Regions from separate parts of the Xenopus laevis genome. Here region 1 is linked to region 2. A link is a contact called in public Hi-C data. All regions are on one chromosome and are shown on one strand. The core of a region is the stretch at or near the end of the contact, and the rest is flanking DNA. Distances in the headings are between cores, read along the strand shown. Region 1 overlaps nr6a1.L (nuclear receptor subfamily 6 group A member 1). Region 2 overlaps nr6a1.L (nuclear receptor subfamily 6 group A member 1).

Evidence for each region. A called contact is a pair of places that touch in the nucleus more often than the background predicts.
Region 1: a Hi-C map of the XTC cell line shows a contact between it and region 2, with 2.2 times the contacts expected there. The contact joins two enhancer-like sites. A contact is called at or near these places in 2 of 4 Hi-C or Micro-C datasets (the XL177 cell line and the XTC cell line).

What each region holds. Positions count from the first base shown.
Region 1 is chr8L:17,962,252-17,965,314 of Xenopus_laevis_v10.1, forward strand. nr6a1.L (nuclear receptor subfamily 6 group A member 1) reads right to left here. Exons shown (of 11, transcript XM_018229561.2): 3 at 878-931. Among protein-coding and RNA genes, the nearest start is that of nr6a1.L, 47 kb to the right of the region's middle. Within about 2 kb of position 1,575, at least 1 of the 7 cell types and tissues checked has an H3K27ac peak or open chromatin away from gene starts, as enhancers often do.
Region 2 is chr8L:17,868,265-17,871,333 of Xenopus_laevis_v10.1, forward strand. The region is part of intron 3 of nr6a1.L (nuclear receptor subfamily 6 group A member 1); the gene reads right to left. Among protein-coding and RNA genes, the nearest start is that of LOC108698235, 38 kb to the left of the region's middle. Within about 2 kb of position 1,482, at least 2 of the 7 cell types and tissues checked have an H3K27ac peak or open chromatin away from gene starts, as enhancers often do.

The sequences.
Region 1 (3,063 bases), core at 325-2,824, 94 kb after region 2:
CTGAGACTGCGGATTTTCAGATTCTGGCTTTTTGGAGCATCAGGGTATAATAAATCTTGAAAATTCGAAATAATTGAGTTTTCTAATGTAAAAAATTTAAATTTTCGGATTTTAATAAATTACCCCCCCCCCCCCAGGAATACACTGACAGTAAAAAGAATTCTATGGCATTTATAATTGACAGAAGGCGTACAACATTCCATGTCAGCTGCTGCTGCTAAACTACAACTCCCATCATCCACCAGAGCACTTTAAAGGACAAGGAAAGTCTAAAATAGAATAAGGCTAGAAATGCTGTATTTTGTATACTAAACATAAGCATGAACTTACTGCACCACAAGCCTAATCAAACAAATGATTTAAGCTTTCAAAGTTGGCTACAGGGGGTCACCATCTTGTAACTTTGTTAAACATCTTTGCAAGACTAAGACTAAGTGCACATGCTCAGCGTGGTCTGGGCTGCTTAGGGATCGTCATAAACAAAGCTGCTTGAGTTCTGCATGGCTGGGAATTAAGGCGAAGGCTCCCCCTGCTGTTCATAAGTATGATTGTTTCCCTGCTCAGCAGTTAGGGACCGTCTGACAATTCCTATCCACAACAGTAAATGAAGGGAGAATTACACTGCATACAGTCAGGTTTCTTATAAAAACGGTACACATTTTTTAATTAAAGTATATTGGAGATAGGTTTCTTTTTAATTAAAGAAAGTAAAAATGGGATTTTATTTTTTTGCCTTTCCTTGTCCTTTAACAGCCAGTGAGCTGCTGATTGTGGTTTCTGAGCCTAACCCTTGCACCTCCTACACAAATTCAAATAAATGAACCATAGCAGCTGCTCTTATCATGGACAGGGCTAGGGGGTAGGTTGTTACACTTACCAACCAGGGAGTTCATTTTAAATCCATCAGATGAAAGGTCAGGCATGTTCCCTGCTGGAGAGAGGAAAGGTTCTATTAGCCTGTATTTACTTTATACAGGACCATGGGTCTATTTACACACATCTGGGTAATTTTTCATCAAAGGATACATACATTTACAGATCATTGCAAAATGAATGAATGCGGGAAAACCCCACTAAAGAGAAGGCAAGATACATTTAAACCACAGGAGTACCAGCGCTGCAAAACATCAACACAATTTCATATAGGTTAGGGAAATAGCAGATTTGGGCTCTTTTCACAAAATCTTTCCCTTTAAACACAGGTTTGTCTTATTGAGTTGCTTTTAAAGAAATAACACCCACATTAAAAAAAAAATGAATTAGAAGCTTTTGTGGATGCTTAAAAAAAAATATAAAATAAACATTTCCTTAGGATATCCTTTTTGCTTTCGTTTTTTTCTGCTACTTTTGCTATTTAAAGATACAAGGTTGTAAGCAGCACAGTGAGAGGGTTAATGAAACCTCACTGATACAGTTGGTCAGCATACAGTAGGGGTTCCAATGCAAACAATGGGAAGGTCTTCTAATGTTTAACCTGGCACGGGTCAGCTCCTCCTGCCCTGCAGGGGGTAAATACAGGGGTCAGCAGATGGTCACTTGCAGTATATACCTGCTTGTGTGTGTGTGTCCGCTTCCAAGAGTGGCCAGATGGCAGGACACAGTCTCTGACCACAACTGTTACAGCCACTAGTCACACAAGCCACAACTTCCTTCCACAATTGTGTGTGGGTACAGCCTTGTTATTGGAAAGACAGACATAGGGATATACAGGCTGTGGTTCTCCCACTGACAAAACAAAGCCAATTATGACATGGGGGTCTATGAGCCTATTATTAAATGCCTCCATTGGCACGAAACATGTTGGGCCATCCATGTTCTAATTAATGACTGTTTGTTTTTTTGTTTTTATTCACTGCTGCGTTCATTTAAAGGGGACCCGTCACCCAAAAAAATTATTCAAAATTCTATTTTATCACATTAGTCAAGCTAAATGAACTTTGATTACACTATATAAATAATTTGAATCTTGTTTCCTTCAGTCTGGGAATTCATAATTATAGCAAGCAGGCAGGAGCCATTTTGCAGACACTGTTATTAAAACAAGCCTTGCATTAGAGTTCTGCACGGAACTAATTTCTAAGACCCGGACCTGACCCGAACCCGCATATTTACCCACTTTGATCCGCTACCCGACTCGGACCTGCAACTGCCTTTACCGCAACACAACCCGCCAACCACCATCAAGCAGGAAGTGATGGTGCTGCAAAGCGGAAGTGATGTCATCAAAGTGGGTAGGGACAGAAACAAGTTTTGTAAAACTTTAAAGGCAGTAAAATATAGACAATATTAGATAAGATAAGAAATTTAAATGAGAACCGCAACCAGACCCATGACGCACAGACCCGCGGCTATACCCGCACCTGAAAATCCTCCCTTCATTCCGCAGAGTGCCCATTTTTTTTGCAGGTAACCCGAGGGTATCCGACCCGCTTCAGAACTCTACCTTGCATCATCTCAGAATCTTGTTTGTGCAACAGAATGGGGGACCCGATGTCCATCCACCATGCCCTGGCTACACAATTAAACAGGGAAGAAAGAGGGGGAATGTGTGGAGAGCAGTGACATCTAGGAAGTAATTGTCTGCCCCGCCTCTATGCCTAAGGTATAGAGGAGGGGCAGACAATATTTGATTGACAACTGAGATTTTTAAATGAGCTTACAACAGCTATGAATGCTTTAATAAAAAATAAAAATTGGATTTCATGTTTAATTTGAAAAGGACTTTTATTATACAGCTTTGTGTGTCTGGGTGACAGGTCCACTTTAAAAGATTCTCACACTAAAACTTTTTGTCCTGGTGAATACCTATCTATTACCCACACTCTGGGGTTTCTTCCAAACTTGGCTACTTCATAATTCATTGATTGTGCAAGGTGTATTTATACTTCTTTTTTAGAGAAAACATACACCTTTCACCCACTTGGTGGTATAATTCCTGTATGTTTTATAATTGTATAACTAGTCTGTTTATTTTTTTTGCAGGCGTGATCCTTTGAGTGCATAAAGAAACATTCAGGGGCGGAGGTGTCCAAAAGCCTAACATAAACAAACAAATGGGGCTTT
Region 2 (3,069 bases), core at 232-2,731:
TCATGCCATTTTGATTTTAGTTAGCGGTGAAAGCAAAAGCCTTCAGGAATTCCTTTCAAGGAGTCACAAAACTGTCACTGAGTGCTATTTATATCAAAGGATGAGTGCTGACCTCACAGTAGTCTCAAAGAATCAATAAGCGGACATTCCAGTACTGCTAGAATAGATAAAATAGGGAACAGACTCAATCAAGTATTCAGTATAGGTGCATGCTAAATTGGTATAGTCCATACTATATCAGTTCAATGCAACACAGCCCATACACAAATTAAAATGTAACTATTTTAATACACTTATATTACATGATACCAGCACAAAAAAAAACACAAATTGCACTGCCTAAAAATGTTTGTATGCACCCACATAATTGGCCTAGACTCAAACAATAAAACTGCACACATAAAAGTATGCACATAACATATATTTTTGCCAACAGCCTAAAAAAATGTAGATGGAATGTTGGTGCCTATTGACATCTATGTTGTTATGGAAAGATGGTGGAATGCTTGGTTTCATTGAGCAAATACACAACAAAGCCTTTCTTGGGTTCAGAAGTATAAGATTGATTCTACAATATATTTATGGGTTGCTATGGTCATAATTGCCTCTAACACACACATGCTCTAAAGCTGGCCATACACTTCGACTTCGCCAAACGAGCGGATCTTTCCCCGATATGCCACTAACGGCATGGCTATATCGGGGGTAATTCCGTATGGCCGAACGATCAAAATACGATACGCCAAGGGGCTCCGACGGGTCGGTTAAAAATCAAACCTTCCCGATCTATATCATGGCCAGATATCGATCGGGAAGACCCGTCGGAAGCCCCCATACACGGGCAGATAAGCTGTCAAATTGGTCCAAAGACCGATATCGGCAGCTTTATCTGCCCGTGTATGGCCACCTTAAACCTATAGATCTGTAGAGCTTCTGTCTTTCCTGGCTTGCTGAATTTTGGCTTCCTAGCACCTACTCAGTACTCCTGTATGTGGCGACATTGTCAATGCTGCCATTTCCGCTTAATATATAGACATGTGAACAAGTGGCCTGGATGAGTTTTACCAGCTTGTCTATTATCTCGCTGTCACTGTTCTTCACGGAAACAGGAATAAAATTGTCATCATCATTTATTTCTATAGCTCCAGCAAGTTATGCAGTGCTTTACAATAGTTTATAATAAAAGTTATCCTACTTGCAAGAGCTTATGATTTAAAGGGTCGCTATAAAACGAGCTGATTAGCCCGGCTAAAACATTGATTGCAAAATGGAAAAAAAAAAAAGCAATGAATTGTATTCTCTACAATTCCCGTGGCATTGTAACTGTACAGAGGGTGCCGTCTTTATTGCCTTCTTTTAAACAGATCCGTGCACCAATATGGCTCTGCAAAATCAAGGGCAGCAGTTGTGGGCGTGCAAGTTCTTTCATTCATAAGACAATGCGTGTGGCATTCCTGACCTGCTCTTAACCCGAATTACATCACTAGTGATGCTCCAGCGTGAACCCTGTTACGGAGAGGCAGAACTAAAGCACTAGATATGTACATGTCTGCCTAACCAGCTGGAAAGAATGTAACCAGTCGTTAAAGGGACAGTGTAATAACCTCAATTTCAGTGAAAAACTATTTCCTGAGCTTTGCTTTGTTCAAAAAGTTATTGCTTGACAAAACTTAGGAAGCCGTTTAAAAAAAAAATATAAGTTTGAATCTATGCTATGGTGTCCCCAAATTCCAACAGGGTGAGCTGCGTAACTAGGGAGGTGATGGTATAGCAACCGACCTCTAGAATCCTAGTGCCCCCAGTGGTATATTATACTCACTAGACGTGAGAGAAGGAAGGCGTTGGTTAAAATCTATTTCTTCCTGTTCTGAGACGACTTCTTAATCCGCTTAACGTGGAGAGATAAATGGACATGTGCGGAAGCGTTTTTCACAAGTTTAATAAATAATTAAAATCACACTCCCAAACATCCGTTGTCAAAACGCATTGAAAAAAAGTGTCCTGTGCATTCCATATTGCGCTTTCAGTTCCTCGGCGTCCCTTTGAGTCCAATGTGCATATCAGTGACACGCTTCCGCAAATTCAGAGCGACGGCATCCTCGCCAAACTGGCTTCCTCTCAGAGCGACTTGTGAAAAACGCTTCCGCAACGCTTCCGCCTTCCATGTCTCACGTCTAGTGAGTATATTATACCACTGGGGGCACTAGGATTCTAGAGGTCGGTTGCTATACCATCACCTCCGTAGTTACGCAGCTCACCCTGTGGGAATCACTGCGCACAGCACCTTATGCTCATAGAGCGAATGTGATTAGTGGGGATTTTATGACTGCTTCTGTTAATACTGTACAGGTATGGGACCTGTTATCCAGAATGCTCAGGACCTATGGTTTTCCAGATAACAGATCTTTCTGTAATTTGGATCTTCATACCTTGAAGTCTACTAGAAAATCAGGTAATATTAAATAAACCCAATAGTCTGGTTTTGCTTCTAATAAGGATTAATTATATCTTAGTTGGGATCAAGTACAAGCTACTGTTTTATTATTACAGTGAAAAAGGAAATTTGTAAACATTTTGATTATTTGGATAAAATGGAGTATATGGGAGACCACCTTTCCATAATTCTGAGCTTTCTGGATAACGGATTTCTGTAAAACAGATCCCATACCGGTACATTTTTGTGCTAACTTATCTGAAAACCTGACTTAATTTGGGTCTCCTAAAAAAATAAAGGTTAAGAAACATCTGTAAAAATATTAGGATATTAGAAGTTCCATGACCTGTATATGCCCTCTAATATACATTTGATTTTTGTTTTTTTTATATGTAAAGTCCTTTGAATCCATAAAAAAAAATGGCTATAATACTACTACAGGTACGGGATCCGTTATCCAGAAAGCTCAGAGTTACAGAAAGGCCATCTCCCATAGACTCAAAATAATCCAAATTTTTTAATAATGATTTCCCTTTTCTCTGTAATAATAAAACAGTACCTCGAACTTGATCCAAACTAAGGTCCAAGTAGTCCTTATTGGATGTAAAACCAGCCTATTGTGGTTATTTAATGTT